2 separate regions of the Mus musculus genome follow, and region 2 is linked to region 1. The links are chromatin contacts, called in public HiChIP or PLAC-seq maps. All regions are on one chromosome and are shown on one strand. The core of a region is the stretch at or near the end of the contact, and the rest is flanking DNA. Distances in the headings are between cores, read along the strand shown. Region 1 overlaps Rin2 (Ras and Rab interactor 2). Region 2 has its middle 15 kb from the start of Ralgapa2.

Region 1 (6,131 bases), core at 2,058-4,557:
ATGGCGCCTGTCCTCAGCCTGCCCCATCTTGTCAGGAAAGCTCTGTCAAGAGCTCAGGTACGTGGATAGAGAGACTATTCTGCTAGCTTGCTCCTCATACAAGCCTCAGCAGGAATGGCTATGCCCCACCCAGGAGGGGAGCAGGGCAGGGTGGGGAACTACTACCTGGTAAGGTCCTGCTTCAGAACTTTTGGCAGAGATGCACAAGCACATAAATCAACTGGTAGAAAGCAGAGGCTCCCAGGAAGAAGTTTCTGACCATAGAGACCAAGCCTGGGGGCAACAGCTCAGTATGCTGCTTAGGGAATTCTTTCCAAGGATGATCAAATAGTGCCCCTCATAGCCCTTCCTGGAGCTGGGAGGACTCCACCTACACAGCAGCACATGGCAGGCCCACCTCTGCACTGACAGCCCCAGTGGTCTTGATGTCATGAAATTCTTAGTCCTGTCTGTTTCTGTATTTAGGAAGGAAGAAAGAAGCAAAGACAGGCAGATTCACTTCTAAGGACAGAGAGTGACAGAGGTAGGCCCTAGCAGCTGCAGGACTCTAAAGCTGAATTTGGTACCCTGCTGCTATGACATTCCTCAGCTAGCTGTTAATAGAATTTTTCCCCATACTATCCATGTATGGCTTAGTTACTTTGTATCTATTTGTATCTATCAAACGCTTTAAGCCTTATTTTGTCTGTGATTTATTGTATTTGTCTTCTGTTTGGCAGTGGACATCGCACAGAGTGATGTTCTACAGTGACAGAGAGCCTCTATCCTGAACCTTCCCCTATGGCAGCTTCCTGTGAGCCCTGAGTACTGAAAATGTGGTTAGGGAAAGTCCATAACTGAGCTGCTATTTTCATTCACTGTAGTGTGTTAGAACTTAAATAGCTACAATATAGGTGAGACCTTATCACAGTGAACAACACAGGATATGCCAGTCACAATGAATAATGTTTTGCTGTTGCTGTTTATTTTTAAGAAATGGAGCCGTGAAGTGGTATTTATTTATTTATTTATTTAGACCCAAAGTTGATATCAGGTATCTTTGTCAATTACTCTATGCTATATTTACTGAGATTGTTCAATTGAATCCAGAGCTCACAGATTGGCTGGTGGATCCATACTCTAGTTCTTATACTTTATATGACCAGTGCCTTATCTACTGAGCTATTCCCTAGTGCCATATATGTATGTATGTGTATATGTATATATATGTATTTGTGTATATATATATATACACATATATATACATACATACATACACACATATAGTATATATGTATATATGTATATATATACATATATATAAAATATACTACACACATACACATACATACACCCACACACACACACACACACACACACACACACACACACAGAGTTTTTCTACATTGCCCAGGCTGGTCTTGAACCTAGATCCTTCTGCCTCAGTCTCCCAAGTACCAGGATTACAGATATAAGCTGCCATGTCTAGCTACAGTGAGTAGCCTGACTAAGGGGAAGCAATGGTCGCGGATAGGTAGTAGCTGCTGAAACACAATCAGATTTTGATTGACATGGAAAGCTACTGAAAAGTCAAGGAGAAGACGGGCAGCCCAAGAAGACAAGCCTCTGGTCACAGACCTTTCTAAGGTTGTATTCCCAGATGAATGACTGAACCTCACAGGGTTTCTTAACTCAGAGTGAAAGAAGAGCATAGGGGACAACCAGGGATCCAGAAGCAGGCTCAGAAGGTCAGGCCTGGACCTCTGGCCAGGGGCTCCGCTTCCTTCCTTTGATGCCCTGGCACCCTGCTGAGCCATACAGTCCCATAATTGAGAAGATGAAGACAGGCCTGGAAAGGAATCTACTCCTAGAGACTGCCTTATGGACCAGAGTTTTCCTGCATTGTATTTGATGTCTATACTGGAAGCCATATGACCCAGGAGCTGGAAAGAACTTTCTGGCAATTTTCCCAACTGTTTCTTTGTCAGGCAGCAGCATACCTGCCTCAGCTCCCGAGTTTTGGCTCTTACCCCTGGAGGCTGGGCCTGCAGGACCTCTGCTGCCTCCTCCTCACTCAGACTCAGCTGCAGCCATATGGGATGGGTATGCAGGAGCCGGTCCAGAATGCTGAGCCTGTTGGAGAGGCTGTCATAGCCAGAGTCTCGGGGACATGTCTTCCCATCCTTGTCTTCAGAGTAGCCACCATCCTTGTGTCTCACCATGCTAGAATAAAGAAAAGAACAGGGCTCAATGACTGATGCTGTTCCCTGAAACTTACTGGACAGATCTGTCACAGCATATGTATACAATGGGGTCACCGCCCTCCAGTCAAAAAGTATGGAGGACAGATTCATTTCTTATTTTACTCTCCCGTATTTTCAAAAGGTCCTAAGTACCATAAACTGTTTGGCTTAGGCTTGTTTGTCTTTGGGCTAAAGTATTTGCTACTTGGAGGACAGAACTTCAAACTGCTAAATTTCAGGCTTTCTGATGCCTGAAGTCTCAATGCTTAAAAGCACTTGTCACAAACACAAGTTCTGTTGAGCTGTATTACAGTCAAAACACACTTAAGGATATTTGTTCTGTATCTAAATTACTGGTTTTCATTTCTTCTTACAAACCTAAATATTCTTTATCCCCAACATTATGGATAATAAAATATCATAATTCAGTGGTGCTGTATGCGATGTTCGTAAAATTATATGACATTATTCATAAAAGCCAACAAATATGTGCCCTAAAAGCTTTTTATAGTTGGGTGTGGTGAAGTGGCACATGCCTTTAATCTCAGCAGTCAGGCAGTGGAGCTAAGGCAGATCTCTGTGAATTCAAGGTCAGATGGGGGAACATAGTGAGAACTTGCCTCAACAGCAACAAACAAACAACCCGAACCCCACAAATAAACAATTAAAAAAAACATTAAAAAAAAAACAGAGATGCAACCCAAAATGTGACTACTGATAAGAGGCTAAGCTAGATTACTCAGCTACAAAGTGGAAGGCTACCACACAATGCCCCTGGAGAACAGCATGCTAAGTGAGAAGAGCCAGGTGTGTGAGTCTGTCACCTGCTGTGGTGGTGGGGCAACGGGGCACTGAGCTAAGGTCACAGTATTATCTGACTCAATTGTACAAGTTCAGAATGGGAAAAGTCTTAGGGAGAGAAAGTAGGTTAGTGGTTGGCTAAGATTAAAGAAGAGAGAGATGAGAATCAACTACAAACAGGTACCAGGTGTCTTTGGGAGTTGTAGGGAATGTGGTACGTGGTAACAACAAGGACTACACAATGTCATGAATCCACTAAAAACTCCGGAATGACTCATGTCCTACAAATGGAGAGGTTTTGTGGTCTGTGAATCATATCGACAAATAAGCCTCCTTCACTGCCAACACTTAACTGTAGGTGAGGAGTGAGCAAACTGAAGCCTGAGGATGTATGGAGCTGCTGGACTCTGCCAGCGTGCAATCAATCATTTACTTCTTGAAGTACCACACTATGTACTATGATGCTGGTTTTAAAGAGGGTGATGGTCTAGGCACACACACGTATGACCGGTGTAAGTCTAGCACTTAGAAATGGAGGAAGAAGGACCAAGAAATCCAAGGCAGCCAAGTGTGTAGCACAGGCCTTTAACCCCAGAAGTTTGGCTGGTTTTGAGTTGGAGGCCAGATTGATTTACATAGTGAGTTCCAGGCCAGCCAAGGCTACAGGTGAGATACTGTTTCAAAAACACAACAGAACACAGCACAAAAAAAGGATCAGAGGCCAGATCTTGATCAAGAGCATGTACGTGCTAGGGAGAAGAGTCCTGAAATTCTAGTCCAAGGTGGCTTAGCTCTGGGGACTCTCTCCTTCTCCTAACACTGATATCGTTCCTGACTTGGAATGAACAAGTCCCTAGCACAGTCCTGGAACAGGCAGCAGGAACGCATGCTCAGTGTGGGATATATTCAGTCATCAAACACACACCCAGGGTGTGCACTAGATAAAGCCTCAAGATTGGGGAGGATGGAAGAGTGGAGGGTTGCAGAAAGGAGACATGAGATTGTCTATGTGGGTGATGTCAGGCCTCAGAAACAGCCAAGCCGTGCTGACATCATGGAGACAGAACCAGAGCCCTGGGAAGACCATCCCACCCCTGGCCCCAGTGTCTTGGTTTTATACCAATCTAAACAGCCCCATATTTCATTTTTCTTCTAGATGCATAGCTAAAGCACCATCTATGCACGAGGCTGAGGTAGAGAGATCAGTTGAACCCAGGAGATCAAGCCAGTGAGATTACAGCTGTCCTTTATGCAAAAGCCACTGAAGTCCCTCTGGGTGTTCTAAAGTGACGATTCATAAGAGGTAAAAGAACAAACTCTTCCAAGGAAAGCTGATGCTAAAATCCCTTTTGCACAGGTGAGTTACCTGACGACCACTGCCTCTCTACCCTGGCCATTTACAGGGATCATCAGAGAAACTTAAGAGTCAATAGTGACACTGCTCCCCAGGTCAAGTCAATGACACTTTGAGGCAGGATGTGGGTATGAGAATGCAGGGGAATCCAACTGGACCCACATTTAAAGGCTTTACACCTTGCCAAATTTTTGAGTGTGGGGATCCTCTGGGGACTGGTGCAGCCACAGGCTCCTGGTTTTGACCCCCACAATTCTGATTCTGTAGGTCCTGGTGGACCAGAGCCGCTGCAGTTCTCCCAGACTCTGGGGAACATGCATCTTGTACATCTGAGGACTCCGATGTATGTGTCACTTGGCTGCAGAGCTAAGTAGGAAACGTGCACTTTGGGTTCTGATCAGTTAGCTGTTTGTTTTTGTTAGGGGGCTGGAGGAGGGGATGGTAACATGCCACTAAAGAGATGCTTGAAGTTCAAAATCATTATTTCAGAGTCAGGGAGATATGGGAATACAGCACTTGCCTAGTATGTTCAAAGCCCTCAGTAGGTTCCTCAGCACTTCAAACCAAACCAAACCAAACCAAACCAAACCAAACCAAACCAAACCAAACCAAACCAACTCAAAAACCATAGCCCAACATTTCCAGTCAACACTAATTTACCATATTTTAACAAGTCCAAATCTGACAGTGTCTAACACAATGACGTTCCTCTCCCATGTGTCAGGCAAGAAGGTGTTTTGTTTCTCCCCAGACAGTCACATCCCACGAACCTTCCTCCCCAGCTTGAGGTTTTTCTGTTTTGTTTTTTTAATGCTCTTTGCTCTGATGATTGACCTCAGCCTAAGCAGTCAGGGCCCAGACAGGAAGAGGGTGAGTAAGATTCATGGAGCCTCATAAAGAAGAAACCATAAATTAGACCTGGCAATTAGTCTTTGGTATTGACTTGATCTAACCGGCCACGTGAGGTTTATAGCGTATTATTACAGGACAAAGTGGCTTTTATCAGGGATAATCTTCAGAAAAGAGCTGATGGGTGAAATACGGACTGTCAGGTGCATGCTCCCAACCCCTCCTGAGTTCTCTCTCCAGGACAGGAGCCCACACCCTGGTTGTTAGGGGCACTGGCTACCAACAGCGGAGAGCCTCCTCATTCTCCTGGAAATGCCTGTGAAGCTGTATCTAACCCAGTGGTTCTCAACCTTCCTAAAGCTACGACCTTTTAATATAGTTCCTCGTGTGGTGATCCCCAAGCATAAAATTATTTCATTCCTACTTCATAAACGTAGTTTTGCTACTGTTATGAATTATAATGTATTATCTGATATGCAGAATATCTGATATGTAACCCCCAAGGGGGTGGTGACCTACAGGTTGAGATTGCTGTGCCATCTCCCTGGGAAGCAATCATTGCTCCAGACATACAGGTGTGGCTGGAGAAGGGAGTGACTTTTTTTTTTTTTTTCTGAGACAGGGTTTCTCTGTGTAGCCCTGACTGTCCTGTAACTCACTCTGTAGACCAGGCTAGCCTCGAACTCAGAAATCTGCCTGCCTCTGCCTCCCAAGTGCTGGGATTAAAGGCGTGTGCCACCACTGCCCAGCAGGCATGACCTTCTTGTCTCAAGATGGGGCGTCTCTGGAGTGAGATTTAGAGGTTTTGGCTTGTTTGTTTGTTTGTTTGGTTTTTGGTTTTGTGGGCCTTGTTTCCCTTTCTGTCTATCCCCTTGCTCCCAAGCTCTTCTCTCTCGAAACCATCT
Region 2 (6,713 bases), core at 3,679-6,178, 680 kb before region 1:
GCTGTTTGGGAACAAAGCAGATGAAAAAGCAAGTACTTGTTTGGGGAGATGGTCAGAGGAAAAGGGAAATATGAAGAGGGAGGAAAGCAGCAGCCTGGATGTGGACCCTTCTCAAACCTTCTCAAGGTAGAGTTAGTCTCCTGTATCTGAGGATTCTGTACCCATGGATACAAACATCCACAGACAAAAATACTTTAAAGAAATTTTTTTTGTTTGCTTTTTTTTTTGTTTTGTTTTGTTTTTCCGTGCAGGCCTGGCTGTCCTGGAACTCACTCCATAGATCAGGCTGGCCTCGAACTCAGAAATTTGCCTGCCTCTGCCTCCCGAGTGCTGGGATTAAAGGCGTGAGCCACCACACCCGGCTAGTGCCTCCTGCCGCCGCCTCCTCCTCCTCCTCCTCCTCCTCCTCCTCCTCTTCCTCCTCCTCCTCCTCCTCCTCCTCCTCCTCCTCCTCCTCCTCCTTCTCCTCCTCCTCCTCCTTCTTTTTATTTGAGACAAGGTTTCTTTGTGTAGCCCTGGCTGTCCTGGAACTCACTCTGTAGACCAGGCTGGCCTTGAACTCAGAAATCTGCCTGCCTCTGCCTCCCAAGTGCTGGGATTAAAGGTGTGAGCCACCATTGCCCAGCATTAGTACCTACTTCTTGAGACAAGAGTGTCAAGGAGAATTTTTGTTTCTATTGGCAGTTCTAGTGGCGTTCCAACTTCACCTGTGGCACCGAAGCTGACTAAGCACAAATTGCTATTTCTTGGAGTCTCATGTTTCAAAGCAAGAGACAAACAAGTATTGCTTCAAGTGCCACATTTTTTTTTTTTTAATTCTTTCAAGTCAGGACATTGAATATGCTTCCAGGGGTCAAGGTGAGAAAGGATTGCTAGGTGAGGAGCAAGCAGTCAGGAAGGATTCTCATTTCTTATTTTACATACAATGAGGCAAATTGTCCACCCTTCTCATACAATCAGGATGGAAAGGGACTCAGTTCTCCCAGATAGTCTCCAGGATGTTTAAAATCACTGCCAAGTGCAAAGCTGCTGAGTCTATGCAGTTTCCTACACTTATCATCAAATGGCAGCACGTGGCTGACCTTCCACTGGTGGCACTCAACTGGTAAAGGCAAACTTAAGGGGAAATTGACTCCACCATGTATGCCCTGAAGCTTAAACCAATTATACTCATGTATACTATAGTTTGTTGTGTAGATTAAGTCCCTCTCTCTGAGTCTCTGTCTCTGTGTGTGACTCTGTCTCTCTCTGTGAGGTGGGGGGGGGTGTGTGTGCATGTGGAGGCCAGGTGTAGGTGGGATGTCTTCTTTAATTACTTCCCACATTATCTTTTGAGACATGGTCTCTAAGTGAACCGGGGGCTCATCAAGTCAGCTAGACTGACTGCCCAGCAAGCCCCTGGAATGCTCCTTTCTTAACACCCACCACTGGGGTTATAGAGACTCAAGACCAGATCTGACTAGTTATGTGGATAGTAGGGATATGAACTTGGATCCTCATGCTTGTAAACAAACACTAACAGCTCGATCCCCAGACCTCTGCATAAAAGGTAGAACTAGTCAAATGATTCCCACAAAACTTGTCTCCCTAATCAGTGTCTCTGAAACCCTGAAAATAACATCCCAGATACAGGGTGGCTCTCACAGACTGCCTGTGTATCTGAGAAAGTAAATGCATACACACTTAGTATGCATTTACTTTCTCAGATACTTCCTATTCCAAATACAAGTTTTACTTGCTGATCGTCTCTGTCAATCTACAGTTTGTCTTGTCTGTGTTAACAAGAACCCGACTAAAGATCTCTGACCTCCCCAGTGTGCCTTTCGTACAATGAAGGCTTCTAGAGGACCTTTGCTTTCTAACTTGACATTAGTTCTAACATTAGACATGAGGCTGAGCTAGTGTTCTTCAGCCAAGGTAGGGTCAGCTAGGAAGAGGACTGTTGCCCCACAGAGTGTCTCATAGGTTCTGAGATTACAATACAATTGCTATGGTTCATGTCTTAGGGTTTCTATTGCTATAAAGAGACAACTATTACCACTGTGACTCTTATAAGGAAAAACATTTAATTGGGGCTGGTTTACAGGTTTAGAGATTTAGTGGACTACTGTCAGAGAGAGACATGTGGTATGCATTTGCTTATTTGTGGCTATTGTTAAGTCAATGATAGATTAGGTGAATGATAACCAAACTATAATCTGTAGAAGCAAGAGGTTAGGAGTAGAGTAAGGGACTTGGGGGGCAGGTAGATCTCCCTAGGACTGGGAAATAGATGGGTTATGGATGAATGGGGCAAGGGGGACTGGAACGGGAGTGTCAAGTGGGAAGAGGGAAGGAAGAGGGGAATAAGGGAAGAAATATGGGAAGAGACAGCTAAACGTAAGGGCCATTTGAGAGGTAGCATGGAACCCTAATACAATAGAAGCTTTCTAAAATAGATGCATATATGGAGGCAGTCTAAATGAAATCGGCTAATAATGGTGGCGACAAAGCCCCACTTGGCCATCTCTTGTCACCAAATGAAGCTTTCAGTACTGAGGTTGGGTTACATCTAATTGGTTGTTGGCCAAAGGGGTCTCCATCAAATCTCTCCCCCCTCAGAGCTCAGGGAGCCCTGTGGAAGAAGAGGCTGGACAAGCACAAGAGCCAAAGGGGATAGAAGACACCAAGAAAGCAAGACCCTCGAAAGCAACATGATGGATATGCATATGAGTCACAGAGACTGAGGTAGCATGCACAGTGCCTGCATGAGCCTGCAGCAGATGGGAATCCTAGAGCAGAAAGGAGCAGTGGACTCATAACTCTCTTCCTAACCCTGATGTAATCGCCAATTAATAACCTTTTGCAAATATAAATTTAGTTTCCTCCAAAGGAGTCTCACTGAGGATACAGACTACTTTAAGGGTAGTGTGCATGACTCCAGTAGATATTGAACAGAAAATGAACTCAAGGGCATCTTTGGAGGTTCCCTATCTCATACTGTTATTGCAACTTTTCCTTTATTTTTAATTTAATTTTTAAATTTTAATTACACACACACACATTCTCTCTCTCCCTCCCCCCCTTTCTTGATTAGCCTATATGTCCTTTGTGTATTATATTATGGCTTCCAGTTTAGTGTTAGGTTTTGTGCCTCTTCTTGGGCTCTTTTCCTTCTGTTTGTTTTATCCTATTGTGATGAGTTAGTATTTGTTTTACCTTATATCCAATCCTATCCCACCCTATCCTCATTTAGAAGAGTGTCTGTTTTCTAATGAGAGACAGAAAGGGGGTGGATCAGAATGAGGGGGTAGGGAGGAAGGAACTTGGAGAAGAAGGAGGGGAAACATAATCAGGATATATTATGTAAGAGGAAAGTTTATTTTTCAATAAAAAGAAAACAAAGGTTTTCCTCATTGAGCAATTGCAGTATAATGGGCTGGCTGCAGTTGCAAAATTTCCCTGGAAAATGAATAGAGAAAAATGGAATGGAAGCAAAGTGGGTCCATTAAGTTTATACCAAATGAGACAGGTTCATAGAGGACAGCCTTGCTTCAAACATTTATTTGTATTTATATAATTATATATGAATTCAAGGCTAACTATGACCATCCTAAAGAATTGCATTCAGATGGTGTGGAGGTTTTTTTCTGCCATGGTATTTTCTTGAAGGGCTTTATACTATCCCAAATCAAGTGACCATTGTCATAGTAGGGTGGGGGAGAACAGATTACAAATGCATTTCTGAAAGTATTTATGTGTTCAGAAACGGAACCAATTGTTAGTAAGTCAAAACCACTCCACAAGACACAATTTAGTTCTAAGATGTCACACACACAGGCGAGAGAAATCAAGGCTCTTAAGGAAGTATGTGTAGGCAGCGGGGGTAGGGAGGTGGGGGGGTGGGGGTGGGAGAGTAACAGAGAAATATTTTTGAATTCTTTTGTTTTTCTTTCTTTGTTTCTTTTTCCTTTTTGGTTTTTTCAAGACAGGGTTTCTCTGTGTAGCCCTGGCTGTCCTGGAATTCATTTTGTAGACCAGCTTGGCCTTGAACTCAGAGATCTACTTGCCTCTGCCTCCCAAGCACTGGGGGTTAAAGGCGTATGCCACCAAATTCTCTTCCTCTTCATACTTAAAATAATGAGACATACTACTTTGTAATGCTGTAAAATATGGCTAATAACCCATCTTCAATGAGGAAGAATTTTCTTCTTTAGTCCTTGTATTCTGTGGCTCCGGCATTTTACTTTCACATGTCGCTCCTCTTGCAGAGATCAAGAGGTCCTGATGTAGAAAGTCATCCCTGAATGTTCCAGTGCTTGAGCAACCTTAAGATTCTTACATAAAAACAAATCTATTTCTGCCTTTCATAGATACAATTGGCACTTATCTTTAGAATGTATCATTATTCACTTTCAAATGTTATAACAGATACTAGGATTAGAGGCATTTGATGACCAATTTGTTTAGTTTCATTCAATGGCACAATGTATCAAGTGAATTTTTTATACTATATCCAAAGATGACTTGGGTCGTTTATGCTTTTAAAAAGCACTGTCCTTCTTGCATGCTTTTTTTTTTCTTCTGGAGTCAGAAAAAAAATATCTATTTTGTGACTCAGCAAAATCATTGACATTACTCTTTTTGTTGATAATATTGGGGATAAAATACTTCCTCATTAGACTCTTTAAAAAATAAACGAGAGAGAGAGAGAGAGAGAGAGAGAGAGAGAGAGAGAGAGAGAGAGAGAGAGAGAGAGAGAGAAAGGAAGGGAGGGAGGGATGAAGGGGGGGGAGGGGGAGGGGGAGGCAGAGGCGGAGGCGGAGAGAGGAGAAACAGCACTTGACATTTGCCCTAGTTTGCGTCTTTGTTGCTGTGATAAAAACACTGACCCAAACCATCATGGAGAAAAAGAAAATATTTGTTTGGCTTACAGGTTAACCAAGACAGGAACTCAAACAGCAACAGGAGCTGAATCAGAGGCCAGGGAGGAGTGCTGTCAATTGGCTTACTCCTAGGGCTTGCTCAGTGACCTTTCTTAAGTACCCTGTGTGTGTGTGTGTGTGTGTGTGTGTGTGTGTGTGTGTGTGTGGCTTAGACCCTCCCATGTAAATCATTAACCAAGAAAAATGCCCATAGACATGCCCATAGGCCAGTGTGACAGAAGCAACTCTTTGAGGTTTGCCTAGTTTGTGCAAGCTGTTACAGACTAAAAAGTACAGCATATTTTGGATAGGTTACTCATACCAATCTTTAAGCCTCTAAACATTATTTTTATTATGATTATAGCTGAAATTATCGATATGGTTTATATACTATAAATCAAGTCGAGCTGACAATGATTAACTGTCATAGGGAACAGAGGCTCTGCAAACCCTTGCTTCGGCTTATTCTGCTGATGTCTTGAGTGAAAGCTATGTAAAATCATGGGAAGTGCAGCAATGGCATCCCCTTCCTCCATACCAGATGACATAGTCATAAACACAGGGACACATGAACGCACAGTTTTAGCCTGTAGGAGCCACCCTGTTCATATGTTTAAGGAAGTCTGGAAGAAAGAAAAACAAAATAATATTTATGAAGTTTCTTCAAACTGGGCATTGTGCAAGATTCCTTTAATGCTTGTTTGTGCCCTAAAATAAATACCCTAGTTTATCTCCTTTCAAATGTACAATTTAATCTCCTTTCATAGGTGTGAGAAGCAGAGGATTGGAGAATTATGTCTCCCACTTAAGACTGCACAGGTAATGTTAGGGTGTGTTAGTTTTCCAACTTAACAGAGAGATTGGTTTGCTTTGACTTGTAGTTGTGAAGGTTATGGTTCCTGGCCTGTTGGTCCTGTCACTTTGGGACCTGTGTTGAGGTAACACATCACAGTGAGAGTATTTAACTACTCACCATTCCACCCTATAAAATGATGCCTTTAAGAATTTTGAAATTTTGCAATGCCATTATGAGGTCTTATGGTTAAACTGATGGAAAGGGAAAAGAGAAACAAGTCAACTTGTGAAGCTCAAGAGAGAAACAAGGCAAGAGGTTTTTTGAGTAAGAGATTTATTAGGGAGATTCTTGATGCTGTTGAAAGACAGCATAGTGGGGGGTATCCAAGGAAAGTTCAGTCCCTCAAGGCAATGCAGGGTTTCCTTCTTATGGGTTTTGGGGGGAGTTGTCTTGCACCACAAAGTTAATGAGAAGTCTATAATGCATGCTTCTGATTCCAGGGTGACCATGGGAAGAGAGAAAGCACTCATTGGTCCTGTTAGTTATCGAATATCTGTTGTACATCTATCATAAAGGATGTGTGGATTACAAAAGCTCTGAGAGCAGTGCTTAGCAGTGCTCACTTCCTTTGGAAGTGAGGCTTACAGACTCACAGGCAGTTGGGTGCCTGCAGCCTAGGGCAGTAGCTGTGTGAACAACAAAGAGAGACCCACTGCAGCGAGTGTTGAGAGAAGCCCCTAGCCTAAGCCTATCAGGTAGTAATTCCACAAAACCAAGTTTCTACCAAGCCTCACGTGGCCTGTTATTGCATCTTTTGCCTTTCTTTTGCTCCCTGTCCCAACTCACGTGTCATGTTTGACCCTGCTTAATTCCCACTGCCCAATCCTCTTTTCCTCACTGCCTTCCCTTCATGAATTGCTCTTATCAATCGCTTCTATGTAAGTAGTCATCTGTCTCCCACATCACTCAGGGAGCTCTTTGAGATGAGGGCTGGTCTGTCTCCTCTTTGTTAA

The links. HiChIP or PLAC-seq counts read pairs in DNA pulled down with a chosen protein or histone mark.
Region 2: an HNF4G HiChIP or PLAC-seq map of pancreatic cancer cells shows a contact between it and region 1. The contact joins two enhancer-like sites.

Annotation. Positions count from the first base shown.
Region 1 is chr2:145,840,782-145,846,912 of GRCm38.p6, reverse strand. Rin2 (Ras and Rab interactor 2) reads right to left here. Exons shown (of 13, transcript NM_028724.4): 5 at 2,010-2,202. Among named protein-coding and RNA genes, the nearest start is that of Gm39954, 50 kb to the left of the region's middle. Within about 2 kb of position 3,307, at least 55 of the 459 cell types and tissues checked have an H3K27ac peak or open chromatin away from gene starts, as enhancers often do. A contact at or near this core is called in pancreatic cancer cells, where this site is marked.
Region 2 is chr2:146,523,551-146,530,263 of GRCm38.p6, reverse strand. No RefSeq gene overlaps it. Among named protein-coding and RNA genes, the nearest start is that of Ralgapa2, 15 kb to the right of the region's middle. Within about 2 kb of position 4,928, at least 21 of the 459 cell types and tissues checked have an H3K27ac peak or open chromatin away from gene starts, as enhancers often do. A contact at or near this core is called in pancreatic cancer cells, where this site is marked.